2 separate regions of the Mus musculus genome follow, and region 1 is linked to region 2. A link is a contact called in public HiChIP or PLAC-seq data. All regions are on one chromosome and are shown on one strand. Each heading gives the region's core, a stretch centred on a gene start, on an enhancer-like site or on the middle of the called end of the contact. The rest is flanking DNA. Distances are from core to core; before and after follow the strand shown.

Region 1 (6,509 bases), core at 2,868-5,367, 140 kb before region 2:
GATTGGTTCTCAGCAGTTTTAGGGACCTTCTCCTAAGCTCCAGATTTGGAGTTCTTTCATCATAAGCCTCAGAGCCAGTCCCTTCCCAGTTCTAGAAGGCCATCAGGTAGCTCAGAATCAATACATTTGTAGAGCAGGGCCTATAAACAGGTTGAAATCTGGGCAGGGGTAAAAGTCTGTGTGGCAGTGATCTCTCAATAGTTTTATCAGGGAGCCACCACTGGGATGGAACTCCAACAATTCTCAGTCTTGTTGCTACTATTCTGAAGAGACAAATACTACAATAAAGTCACCCATGCTGGAATGGCTAGCAGAGTTGGGCACCTTTAGTGACAATCCCCACAGACTCCATCTAATAGAGTGGATAATTTCCCAGTGTGAATAGGTGTACCTGACTAGATGGCTAGCAGCCAGATCTTTAAGCAATGTCCATCACACCATATGAATGGGTGTTGTCCCATCTTCTATAGCTTCTATAGCTTACTTCACTAGAAGTAAGTGCCATGAGACCGGATTTTCTTTTTTCTTAGTTTGGGTTGATAGTGCACCCTTCGAGCCCACGGTAGCTTCTCTATAAACGTTGAATGAATGGATGTGTGACTATGGTTTGTAGGGCTTGTTGGTTCACAGACAGACTTTGGAGTCAATACCTAATTCTCAAGTTGTGCTAACCCTGAGTGGGAACTTAACTCCTCTGAACTTCTATGCTTAGATTTCCTCATTCCTAAGACATACCGAACATAACACATTCCATCTCATACAGCATAGTGAAGAAGTACTTAGAACACTATCTATACTTTTGGCTATTATTTTATTGACTATAGTGTGACAAATCATTCTAAAACTTAGTTTTTGAATCATAACCTTCTTTACTTGCTTATAGCCTTATTTCATCTTAATGTCTAGCTCTGGCTGAGATAAAGATGAAGCTGTGTTCTACTTGCTTTGTAATTTCAGAATACTTGGCCTTGTGGGTCAGGTGACTCTTTGCTGTAGGGAATTAATGCACTGTAAGGTAACATCACACATTCTGCAGGAGAGTATCATGGAAATTGTATAGCGGCTCTCCCTCCTAGTTTCCACTGTTTTCAAACACTGTAAATGTTCTCAGGGTGAGATAAGGGGTTCTTATATGGTTTAGAACTAGGGAGTCAAAGCAAATAATAGATCCAGCCCAGATTGAAGGCATAGGAGGGGCTGGATCCCAAGAACAATGATTCACTGGAGACGAGTGAAGGTCAGCATGAAGGTCTCTGACCCTTCCTGTCTAAGGAACAGGATTGTTCCTGAGCATTTCTTACAGGATGAACTCTGCCTCTGGCTTTTACTAACAGGCACTCTTTTGAACCCCATGCTCGAGTGTCCCCCTTCATTGTTGGCAATGTTCTGCAGCCTTCATGTCTATTTTGGTTTCTCTCCTGTAGCATTCTTGTGATCTGTCACTTCTTTCCACCCATGCATGTCACTGAGCTGTTCCTACTGCTCATATCATAGCACATGACCAGGCTCTGGAGACAGATAGGGCTCATCTGGCGGCCTCAGCACCCTACCCATATACCCGCACGATTATGCTGTCTTCCTGAAAGTGTGTGCCTTATCACCCCCTCCCGCCCTCTCCCTTAACTCTTTTCTCTTAAAGATTCGGTTTATGGGCCCCTCTTCTAGGAAACTTTCCAGGAAGGCCACTCTCCAATGTGATATAACAGTTTCTTGAGGGAGGAGGCCATTTATCTGACAGATTTCATCTCATCTCCATATTCTCACTGTCGTATGGATGAGTAACAGAGAGGCCTTTCAAAGCAGAGTTTAATGCTTAAAGAGAGGCTTGTAAGGACAGCAGGGAGTCTTGAGATGATCTAGACTCTAGATTCTCAAGGAATCCAGAGGAAGAGCCTTGGGGTGGTGGTTGCTAGCTTACAAGCTGCAACCCAGAGATTAGTGAGGCTTGAATAGTAGTCGTGGTCTCTCTCTCTCTCTCTCTCTCTCTCTCTCTCTCTCTCTCTCTCTCTCTCTCTTGTGTGTGTGTGTGTGTGTAGAAAAGTGAAGAAGCTAGGAGTCTGTAAGGAAAAGGAGGAGTGTAATGGGTGGTTATCTATCAGGCAGGTAACACTGTTAGGGTTTGGAGGTCAAGGTGTAAGGGCTTCCTAGTTCACACGAAGATACTAGAGGAGTTTCTGTGTAGAGAAATGACCGACATTGACCTCTTCTCTTGGGATTCCCTGCTCCCACATTCAGAAGACTGGCAGGGGGGATCGGGTTCACTGGGCAGGAAGCTGATGCAGCAGAGGGGATGGCGACCTTTCCTGGCAAAATGAACGGAATGGATGGGAGTAGAGGTCACTCCAAGGCTTGAGGACGACGAGGTGAGGGCTATGTTCTGACAGGGAGCTACTTCTTGGAGAAGGAAATTCAAAGTTCAGTATGGCTATGCTGAGTTTGAGACTCTTATTACATATTTAGTTGGTTGTGTTCTAGACGGTTAACAAGTATAAACTGTCTCCAGAAACTGGACATGTGAATGTGGAAGTGATTAGCTTCATCCTATCAGCTGGAACAGATTTTTTGGGATTAAGAAAATAATAACCAAACACAATGGATAAATACAATAAAAGTTTATTTCCCACTGTTCAACATGTCTGAGAAAGTTCCAGGTCATTGGCAAACTGAGACTTGTATTCTGCGGAGAGTTGGGAACAGAAACCCTGTAGAAATGGGTCAACAGAAAATGGTGAGAGAAAGAAATAAAATCACAGACAATCCACGCAGAATCCAACAGAGGGATGTTGTTATAAAGGAGACCCAAGAAAATGGGAGACAGCTTGAGGACAACATAGGTCTGAGACATTTGTGTTGGTATTTATTTTATTCGCCGTTCCGGGATCTACCCAGGGACACACACGTGCTAGGGAAGTTCTGTGCAGCTGAGCTACAACCTTGACCCTGGTGGTTGATTTTTAAAGTTTTTTTTTTTTTTAATTTTAGATAGAAAAAAAGTTGGAATATTTAAATGTTAATGGAGAGAGGAAAGAGGGGAGATGCAGGAAGGGGAGGGATTTCAAGAGCCCATTTTGAGTGTGTAGAGTGAGAGGCTTTAGGTGGGTTCTGAACGGCTTATCCACTACAGCAGAAGAGCGTGCGGCGCAGAGGCAGGGAGGGTGACTATCAATTTAGGTTTATCTCAAACTGGGGGCGGGGGGAGTAGAGTCTGGATCACAGAACTTTTAGTGTTTCCTCTGGGACAACTCTGATCTCACATAATGGCTAGACTAACCCTAGAGACGTGGAAATGCACCAAAGAAGCTCCAAGTACTGCCATGTTAAAAATAATTCACCATTTCTCAGTGGATTCCACACGTTACAAAGCATTTACACAGTCTAGACCTCAGCATTGTGCAATGTGGGGATATTGCACCATAGAGGTTGTAGTTCTTAGGTCTGGGGTACAGCTCAATCCTACTGAGTACATGCTGTGTGTGTACTAAGACATATTCCACATTACTCAGGATGTACCATCTGTAGATAACAATAAATAAAAACAGTAGGAAGCTGCATTCCCCGAGATTTGGCTGTTCCCCAACACCGATAGATCTGTTATCTTTGTTATCTTTGCTTCATCTTTGCAACAACAATCAATTGATCTACAATGGTAGGTGCAGTTGTTGTAATCTCCACCTAACAATTGAGGAGAAAAATAATTAAGCAATTTTCTCCAAGCTCATATGGGGAGTGTTAGAGAAAGTCCTGGAAGCTTGGTGGATTCCATAGTCTAAACTTTCAGTACTGCACTGGACTGACTCCTAGAAATTACTGTAATGAGTGGGAATAAATGAGCACCTGGAACAAGTACCATACAGATTTAGCAGAAAGATGGGGGCATTTTTCAGACTTCGGAATGAAGAGTCATCCAATGAAGCCAAAGAAGGTGAGGATTTCACAAAGCAGAGGCGAGAGCTCAGGCACAAGAGCCCTTAAGCCAGTGGTTTGCAGCCTGTGGGTTGTGACCCCATGGTGGTGGTGGGGTGTCAAATGACCTTTCACAAGGGTCACCTAAGAACATCCTGCATATCAAACATTTACATTACGACTCATAACAGTAGCAAAACTAGTTATGAACTAGCAACGAAAGCCATTTTATGGTTTCAGGTCACCACAACGTGAGGAACTGTATTGAGGGGTTGTTGCAGCGTTAGAAAAGGTTGAGAACTGCTGCGAAAAAGCAACTTTTGTTCTGTCTCTTACTCTTCTTGTGAGTTTCCAGAGGCTTGGCTTTCCTGACTTTGCCTTTGCATCCGTCCTGAAGCTCAACAACCAACTTGTACAGAAAAGCAGTTTGTTTAGCTCCGTTCTGGGAGCCAAAAGTCCTGATTCTAACAGATTTGCTGAGAGCCTCCTGGTAGACACATCAGAACAGGAAATCACAGAGTGGGAGAGGAAACCAAAGCGACTGAGGAAGCGCTAGGCTTGTTCTGTCATAACAACCTATGTCATGGGAACTGACTATAGGGTCCCATGAGAATAATTCGACTTCTGTCAAGGACACATTGCATTTTGGTGAATGACAACTATTCAGAAACGTACATAAACGGCAGGCCAGGCATCTCTGTTCAGTGAACACCGCTGTCTGTCCAACACCCAGATTAGGCAATACAGCATTCCAGAACCCCAGGAGATCTTTCCTACTGCTTTTTGGGTTGTTTGTTGCAGTGCTGTGAACTGAACTCAGGGCTTGGTGCACGCTAAGCAAATGCTCTGCCGATGAGCTGTCACAGTGTTCTAACCAATGCCCCTAGTCCTCGTCAGGTTAACGCCTAGCTTCTCCAATGAAGGATTCATTTCATCTGCTTTTGAACTTTATACAAGCAGAATCCTACATTCTGTTCTTTGTATCTGGGCTCATCTGTTTAGGATAATATTTGTGAGTTTCATCTGCATCATCAGATATAGCTGGAGGCTTTTCCTTCTCACTCATATATTTCAGAATGCCTTTTAAAAAATCTTCTTTTTAAGCCTAGTTCAGTGGTGCACGCCTTTAATCCCAGAACTTAAGAGACAGAGACAGGTGGATCTCCTAGAGTTTAAGACCAACCTGATCTCATATATCATGTTCCAGGTCAGTTAGGGTTACAAAGTGAGGCCCTGACTCAATGAAAAACAAAACACAAGACACTGAGTAAATATGTTCTTTTTTTTTTTAAATCATTTTACTAAGTGTGTGTGTGTTTCTCTTGATGTCCACTTGAAGCATTGCGTAGGAAACCACCAGTGCTTCACACACACTGCAGCAAGCATTACCATCGAGCTACACACACACTGCAGCAAGCATTACCATCGAGCTACACACACACTGCAGCAAGCATTACCATCGAGCTACACACACACTGCAGCAAGCATTACCATCGAGCTACACACACACTGCAGCAAGCATTACCATTGAGCTACACCACAGTGTTGCTTTATTGTTGATGCAAACATGCGGATAGACAATTTCCAGTTTGAGAAAATTAATATGGATGATATTTCCTATTCCTCCTCCTCTTCCTCTTCTTCCTCCTCTTCTCTGTCCCCGCCCCCCGCTCCCCCGCCCCCACTACTTAGGATCTTTCTATGTAACCTAATATTGTTCAGAACTCATGAACCTCCTACCTCAGAATCTCAAGTACGGATATTAGAGTCATGTGCCACCATGTTTAGTAACATGAACATTGTTGATCACACTTTCTGTAAATGCATTCATTTTCTTCTGGGCATAAATCTGTACATATATGTAAAGATATGTCTCGCCCGAGCTAGTAACTCGCCGGCAAGAATTCACTCGGACAACCGGATGTTGAAGCTTTTATTGCTTCAACATAAGGAAGACCCCGAACCCGGAAAATGGTGCTGCTTATATAGCCCGCAGCGTGACGTTTCAGCACCTGATGTGGCGTGACAGCACCTGATTAGTTGCTCGCCCATCACCCCATTACTACACCCGAGATGGGCAGTGACTGGGCGTGTATTTACTCTTGCACTTGCGCATAAGGCTTGTTTATTAGTTAGGCGCAGTGGAAGCCAGCGCCATCTTATAATGGCGATTGCTCACGGCACGGCTCTCCACAGATATGCAAGACTCCATTTCCTTTTTCTCTTTTTAGTGAATTTATGTCCTAGCACTTTGCACTTATAGATGTGGTTATTACATTAAAACAGCCACTCGTCATGCTCTTGCTTATTGAGAAGCCACTGAACCCTTCAATGACTGGGTTCCCAGGGTATACTGTTGAGATGAAGATCAATTACTACACTTCGGCAATTCAGTAAAGACCAAGAGAAACCGGATCTACGATCTTCCTGGGTAGCCCTGCTCCAAAGCTGGAAACACAGCCAATTCTCATTGCTGCTAAGTAGCTCTCCTTACAAACTTTTTGTAGATCATTGTTCTTGGCCAATAGTGCTTTCTTTATCACTGTGTACACATGATAGACAATAATATTGATTTGACTGGCTTGATTCTTGATGCTATGCAGAGT
Region 2 (6,160 bases), core at 2,868-5,367:
AGGGGTTCTGGCCCAGATGCTTGGCAATTCATTCATTTCAGTACATGCTTCAGGGTGCCTAATCAATGCTAGACATTTAAAGGTAGCTGTGATACAATGCTTATGCCTACGATGTTCAGCCTAATAAGAAAATTAAGGCATTAATAGATAAAGTACGATTTTATTGTACAGTATGTTGAGTGTGTGATACAGGAGTTTGAGTGCCTGAGGTACTGGAGAACACTCTCAGGGGTGATGTCTGAACTGACTCTGCTGCTACCTGCTGGCCCTCCCTCCTTCCTTCATGACCCACAGCATCCAAAATAATCTTTCTATCTTCTTTGTTGTGCTGGAGATGGAGCACAGAGCCCTAGAAATGTTAGCTAAGTACTCTGCCATTAAGCTAAATCTCCAGGCTCCCAAATGATCTTTCAGTGTTCAAAACTGGATGCTATTATTTCCCCTGCTTACACACTTCCAATGAGTCCCTACTGTAGAATAAAATCCAGCCTGTGCACGAGGCATAAAGCAGTGGTCCTCACCCTTGCTAAGGCTGAGACTCTTGAACACAGGTCCTCATCCTGTGGTGATCTCCAACCATAGAATTGCTTCACCGCTACGTCATAACTGTAATGTTACTACAGTTATGAATTGTGATGTAAATATTTTGGAGTTGGAGGTTTGCCTAAGGGGTCACGACCCACAGGTTGAGAACTGCTAACACAGCGCTCAAGCTCAGCCCTGTAACATGCATGCATCTGTAGTCGCAGCACTGGGAGAGATGCTGAGTTAGGAGGATCATTTGAATAGGGGAGCTCAAAAGCAGATTGGCAATATGGCAAAATCCCATGCCAAAACCCACAGATAAAAATGTTAGTAGTCAGGCACTGTGATGCACCCGTGTATATTATTTCTAGCTGCTTGGGAGCCTAGGGTGAGACAATCATTTGAGCTAGGCTGAGAAACATGGTGGCACCTGAAATATTTTCTAAAAAGCTCTAGCATTACACAGCCACACACATGCTCTGTCACATCAATGCCACACTCCGGCTATATCGGGGTTCTGTCTCCCCCACACTTCCAGCTGCCTGCTCCCAGGACCCTTACATTTGTTCTCCCCACTGCTTGCCCTGTGCATCTGCAGATGGAGCAGGTCAGACACAACATTGACTCTTCTAGCAGCCCGTCAGGCAGCAGCACCCTGCTGACATCACCCCCTCACCATGGTCAGAGAGTCCCCATCACCGGTTACCTTCCACCACATCACCCCACTTTCATGCTCCACTTGCAGTGACTGAACTTATTATATTTCTGATAGGAGGCTAGGCTAGCCCCACAGGTGATGGGAGGAACTGCCTCTCTTACCAGCGAATCTCCAGTCTCCAGCAGAGAACACTATTCAACAAAGAGATGACAAACATTGTGTGTCAATGACAGTCTTGTTCGTGTGTAGCTATTTTTGTATATGTATGTAGCTATTTTCTGACACTTAATGGGTTTTCTTATGTTGGGTTTTCTGTGCCTATATTTACATAACTATTTTAGCATTAAAAGGGAAGCTAAAGGCTGCTTTTCTCAGATAGCTGGCAGATCATTCTTTGTTGGGAGGACTGTCCTTCATATCACATGATACTTAACAGTATCTTCAACCTCTACACACTGGAAGTCAGGATCACCCTCTACCCACAGTCTGACTTGAGGTAATCAAAGTGTCTCTCTTGAGACTAGGGGCATGTCTCAGTTGGTAGAGTACCTGTCTAGCATTCACAAAGACCTGAGTTCGTTCCTCAGTACCATATAATGCAAGCCTAGTGACTCCTGGCTATAATCCCCACACTTAGAGGTTGAACACAGGGGGGCGTTCAAAATCACCTTCAGTCACTTTGTGAGTTCTAGGCCAGTCTGTGCTACATGAGACCCTGTCTCAGAAAAAGAAAAGGTTAGTCTCCCTTTGTGTCAAGTGTGCTCTGGGGAGGGGACTCAGTGATGGCTTGGAGCCATTGCTCTAGCGCAGTGGTTCTCAACCTTCCTAATGCTGCGATCCTTTAAGACAGTTCCTCATGTCGTGGTGACCCCCAACTATAAAATTATATCATTGCTCTTTATAACTGCAATTTTACTATTGTTATGCACCATAATGTAAATATCTGATATGCAGCCCCTATGGATGGGTCATTTAACCTCAACAGGGTGGTGACCCTGCTGTAAACTACTGCTCTAAGTCACCATTCTTCATTCCACAGTGAAGAAGCAGAAGCCCCAAACCATTGAGGTGGTGAAAGCCAAAACCTGAACTAAGAGTCCTGGCTCTTGAGCAGATGCACAGGGCAACTCTACCACACTCAGGGTAAAGCCAAAGATCTGTGAGTGGTGCTCAGGGGTGGAACCGGAGCACAGCGTGACTGTCTCTGTGGCCCTCTGTGTTCATGGATGGTACCTGTTCATACGCTGCTTGGTACTGCTTGACAATCAGCTGTCGCTGCGCGTTCGACCGCTCCGTCAGAATGTTGATGAGGGTTTTCTCGTCAGTCCCTAAATGAGAACAAAGTTATTTTATGAGCCAAGGATTCTCCTTATCTGTTTCAAACAACAGATTCAGGGGGCCAAAACAAGTTCAGTCAGGAAAGCTTTTTAAGTTTTAAGTTTCCAGCTTCTTGCTGGGTTAGAATCTGAGTGTTTGCAGTTTGTTTGTTTGTTTGATTGGTTTGTTTGTTTGTTTGTTTGTTTTTTGAAAAGGAAGTTTATTTAGGTGATTTGAGGGCTGGAAAAATAAAACCCAGTCAAGTCAATCCATGTCTACTCTTTCCTATGCAGACGGAAAGGAACATGAAGAACTGTGCTGAGACAATTAAATGTTCATTAGAGATCAAATAGGTGGATATCTCTAAGTGCTCCTCCCATATGTCAACCCCTTGTAGACTGATGATCAAGTAAACAGGAAAAAAGCAGGACTTCTAAACCTGGGAGGGAAATGCAGAAGGGCTTTATGACTTTACGATTAAAATGGTACAGTAGATGTGAATCCTAGGGAAAATATTACTAAGCTTGTTTTTGTTAATGTTAAAACTGGGTGATAGTGTTAAAATGTTAGCATGATACTTTCCTGTGGCAGGGGTAGGGTGGGGGAGGGGAGATGCAAACATTGTCCAGGAGATGGACTAAGCGGAGGAGGATGTTTCTGTGGCTTGAGATTTTACTTAGAAAAGTTTATCTCCAGGCCCAAGAGTACTACTAATTTTGATAATCACGCCAGAGAGCGATTTGGCAAAATTTCTAGTTTAAAAATAAGAATTCTGGCCATCTCCACCCAGAACTCACAACTCCTGTCCTGTCCTAGAGAAATACTAGCAACTGTGCACAGTGAAGTCTAAGCGGGAGCATTCACCAAGGACTTTTGCACTGTAATAGAAAAGAGTTATAGGCAATTTGAATGTTTCATCAACATTTCCAGTTTATGATATAATATACAATAGACTACTGTGAAGTTAAAATTAATGACCCAGAGCCAAACTTATCAACATGAATAAATCTCAAAAACATTACGTTAAGAGGTAAAAACAGGGGCTGGTGAGATGGCTCAGGGGGTAAGAGCACCCGACTGCTCTTCCAAAGGTCCGAAGTTCAAATCCCAGCAACCACATGATGGCTCACAACCACCTGTAACAGAGATCTGATGCCCTCTTCTGGTGCGTCTGAAGACAGCTACAGTGTACTTACATATAATAAATAAATAAATAAATAAATAAATAAATAAATAAATAAATAAATCTTAAAAAAAAAAAAAAGAGGTAAAAACAGTCGGTCAAAGAACGGATGGTGCACTTCTCTGGTTTTACCGGTTGAAACTATAGAAACTAGTACGTACTTAGGCATGTAGCTGTGGTACTGGAAGTGTAAAGTCTAATTTAGAAAGATGATTTTCTCTAGGTAATGGGGTGAAATAGAACCTGGGAAGACTGTTCTGGACCGAATCCATCATGGTTTGTGATCATGATGGTGATAAGCAGTTGAAGGAGCTGTTGTGGTGCTGGTAGGATTTAATCGAGCAAACATTACAAATGCTTTATGTACTGAGAGACTCAGCTCTCATGCTCTTCTTCATTGCTTCACACTTTAAAATATCCCCTGACAACTTCTCTAATTCAGGATCCAAATTGGGCCAACCGGCTTTTTAGACAGGAACTTTCCTGGCTGGTCTTACCAGCCATACAGGAGGAGCTGAAAAGCTCCACTCACCAAGTCCTCTGATCGCTTTCCGGATAGCTTCGGCATCCACCGACGGGCTAAAGCCTGGATAATCTTTTATGGTTCCTCGAGGTCCAACCTAGAAGGAAAGTTCTGCTAGTTCAAAGCCACATTTTTATTTATACTAGAGTTACGTATAGACTAAATGTGTATCTCACATGGTCATTGATGAAATTGTATAAAGGCGTTTATGTTTTTTTTTTTTTTTAATTCCACTGCCTTCTGTCGACTCTGTGTGTGACTAAATGAGGGCTCACTGAACCAGGCTTGCATACAGCCCACAGGCAGCATGCTCAGAGGATCCTGTCTGAGCTCAGTGCACTGGCACAGTTCCAGAAAGGATCCCTGAGGCTCTGAATTTGCATACTAAATACCTGGAGCAAAAGCTTTTTAAGTTGTTAGGAGCACAGAGCAGAACTTCCAAGCCCTCTGGAAAAGCAGCAAGTGCTCTTAACTGCTGAGCCATCTTCCCAGTCCAGTAGGGCATAAGCATGGGCGAGACCTGTGGCAGCCCGGGTTCTTGCTGTTCCTGGCATAGTGCAAGATCTCCCATCCCTAGACATACTTGTACTACACGTAGAAAGAGGCCCCCAAGGTGGGACAAACTGCACATATAAAACATTGTTCCTCTAGGGCAATGAGCTGTTTCAACATCAGAGACTCTGAAGACTGCAGGATTTAAAGTTCCTACATATAGATATAAAATATAAGAAAACTTAAATTCTCTTCATCCACCGTATTCCCCAGTGAGGCTTCTGAGTAAGCTGCCAATCACATCTCACATTGAGGATGTGAGCAGCTGTGGACTGGAGATGCTGGGATGTGTAAACTGATGTTGACCACTGTGCTTGGGGAACCCTACTCTAAAGAATTAATAAACAAAAATGCTATCAAGACTGTTGTCTTTTATGTTCTGCTTGATGGACATGTGATGGTTGCCCCAAGATTCTTGTCTGAGAACTCTGCTGACATCTTGGAGCTTCAAGAATAGCATAGAGTATATATTTTTTTAAATAGCTACATTACTAATTTTAAGCACTTAAATTAGAAACACGACAGTGAGCTAAGAAAGACCATATTGCAAAAGAATAAAATATTCTGAAATTGCTGAAGAACTACATGACAGCCAAAAGGATGCTGAAGATCTTCAAAGTCACCATGTCCTCATATAGTATATTCTGACCTTTCAAATAAAAATCTGCACCAATCCCAGTAACATCTGACATTCTCTTTTTAAACGGGGACTTTCTACCCTGTTATTGAATGGTATTGATGGTGTTGTTGTGAATTAATATGGTCACATCTACGCTCTTCTGAAGTGTCTATTTTCATGAAAGGACATTATCTTGTCACATTAAAGTGAATGGAAAATTAATGTACTGGCACGGTAGAGACGAGAGTCTGCTGACTCAATAGATGAGATGGAACAATTTGTTTCAATGTTGTCAAACATTGTTTAAAGCACTCCAAAGGAAAAAATGAAAACTAACAAGCTAGAATGTGCCAGGTCTAAAGACAATGGAAGTGACTTAATCAGTCGCTTTAACATAATTCTTTGGAGTTCAAGGCTTAATAAGCTTTATAAACTGGCAGAGACAACTGACTTCATTACTATCCACTCCCACCTCTGAGTTCTCACCCTTCCCTTATCCACCTACCCCCTCCATTTGATGCTCTGGAAGGACCCATTAGGTGCCCCCATGCTAGGCACCTTGCATATGTTAACTACAACCTACTGCAGTCTGCAGATTGACTCTGTGTAAACTTTCATCCACTCAGCTAGCTGAGCCACAGATCTGCCTTTGAATGCAGTCTGTGCTGCTCTAAATCACCCCTGCATTTCTGGAATCATGCCTTAGTATCTCCTGAAGCGACACTTTAGAATGCATGTGACCATGTCCTGGATCTATTTCAGATATACTGAATTTTATTTTTA

The links. HiChIP or PLAC-seq counts read pairs in DNA pulled down with a chosen protein or histone mark.
Region 1: an H3K27ac HiChIP or PLAC-seq map of microglia shows a contact between it and region 2, with 4 times the contacts expected there. The contact joins two enhancer-like sites. A contact is called at or near these places in 2 of 115 datasets of contacts at active chromatin or transcription factors (extraembryonic endoderm stem cells and microglia) and 2 of 9 other capture datasets (liver and pancreatic islet).

What each region holds. Positions count from the first base shown.
Region 1 is chr5:96,946,944-96,953,452 of GRCm38.p6, reverse strand. No RefSeq gene overlaps it. Among named protein-coding and RNA genes, the nearest start is that of Gm46916, 8.8 kb to the right of the region's middle. Within about 2 kb of position 4,117, at least 58 of the 459 cell types and tissues checked have an H3K27ac peak or open chromatin away from gene starts, as enhancers often do. A contact at or near this core is called in microglia, where this site is marked.
Region 2 is chr5:96,809,193-96,815,352 of GRCm38.p6, reverse strand. It overlaps Anxa3 (annexin A3), which reads right to left. Exons shown (of 13, transcript NM_013470.2): 3 at 4,216-4,303; 4 at 2,417-2,511. Among named protein-coding and RNA genes, the nearest start is that of Anxa3, 19 kb to the right of the region's middle. Within about 2 kb of position 4,117, at least 6 of the 459 cell types and tissues checked have an H3K27ac peak or open chromatin away from gene starts, as enhancers often do. A contact at or near this core is called in microglia, where this site is marked.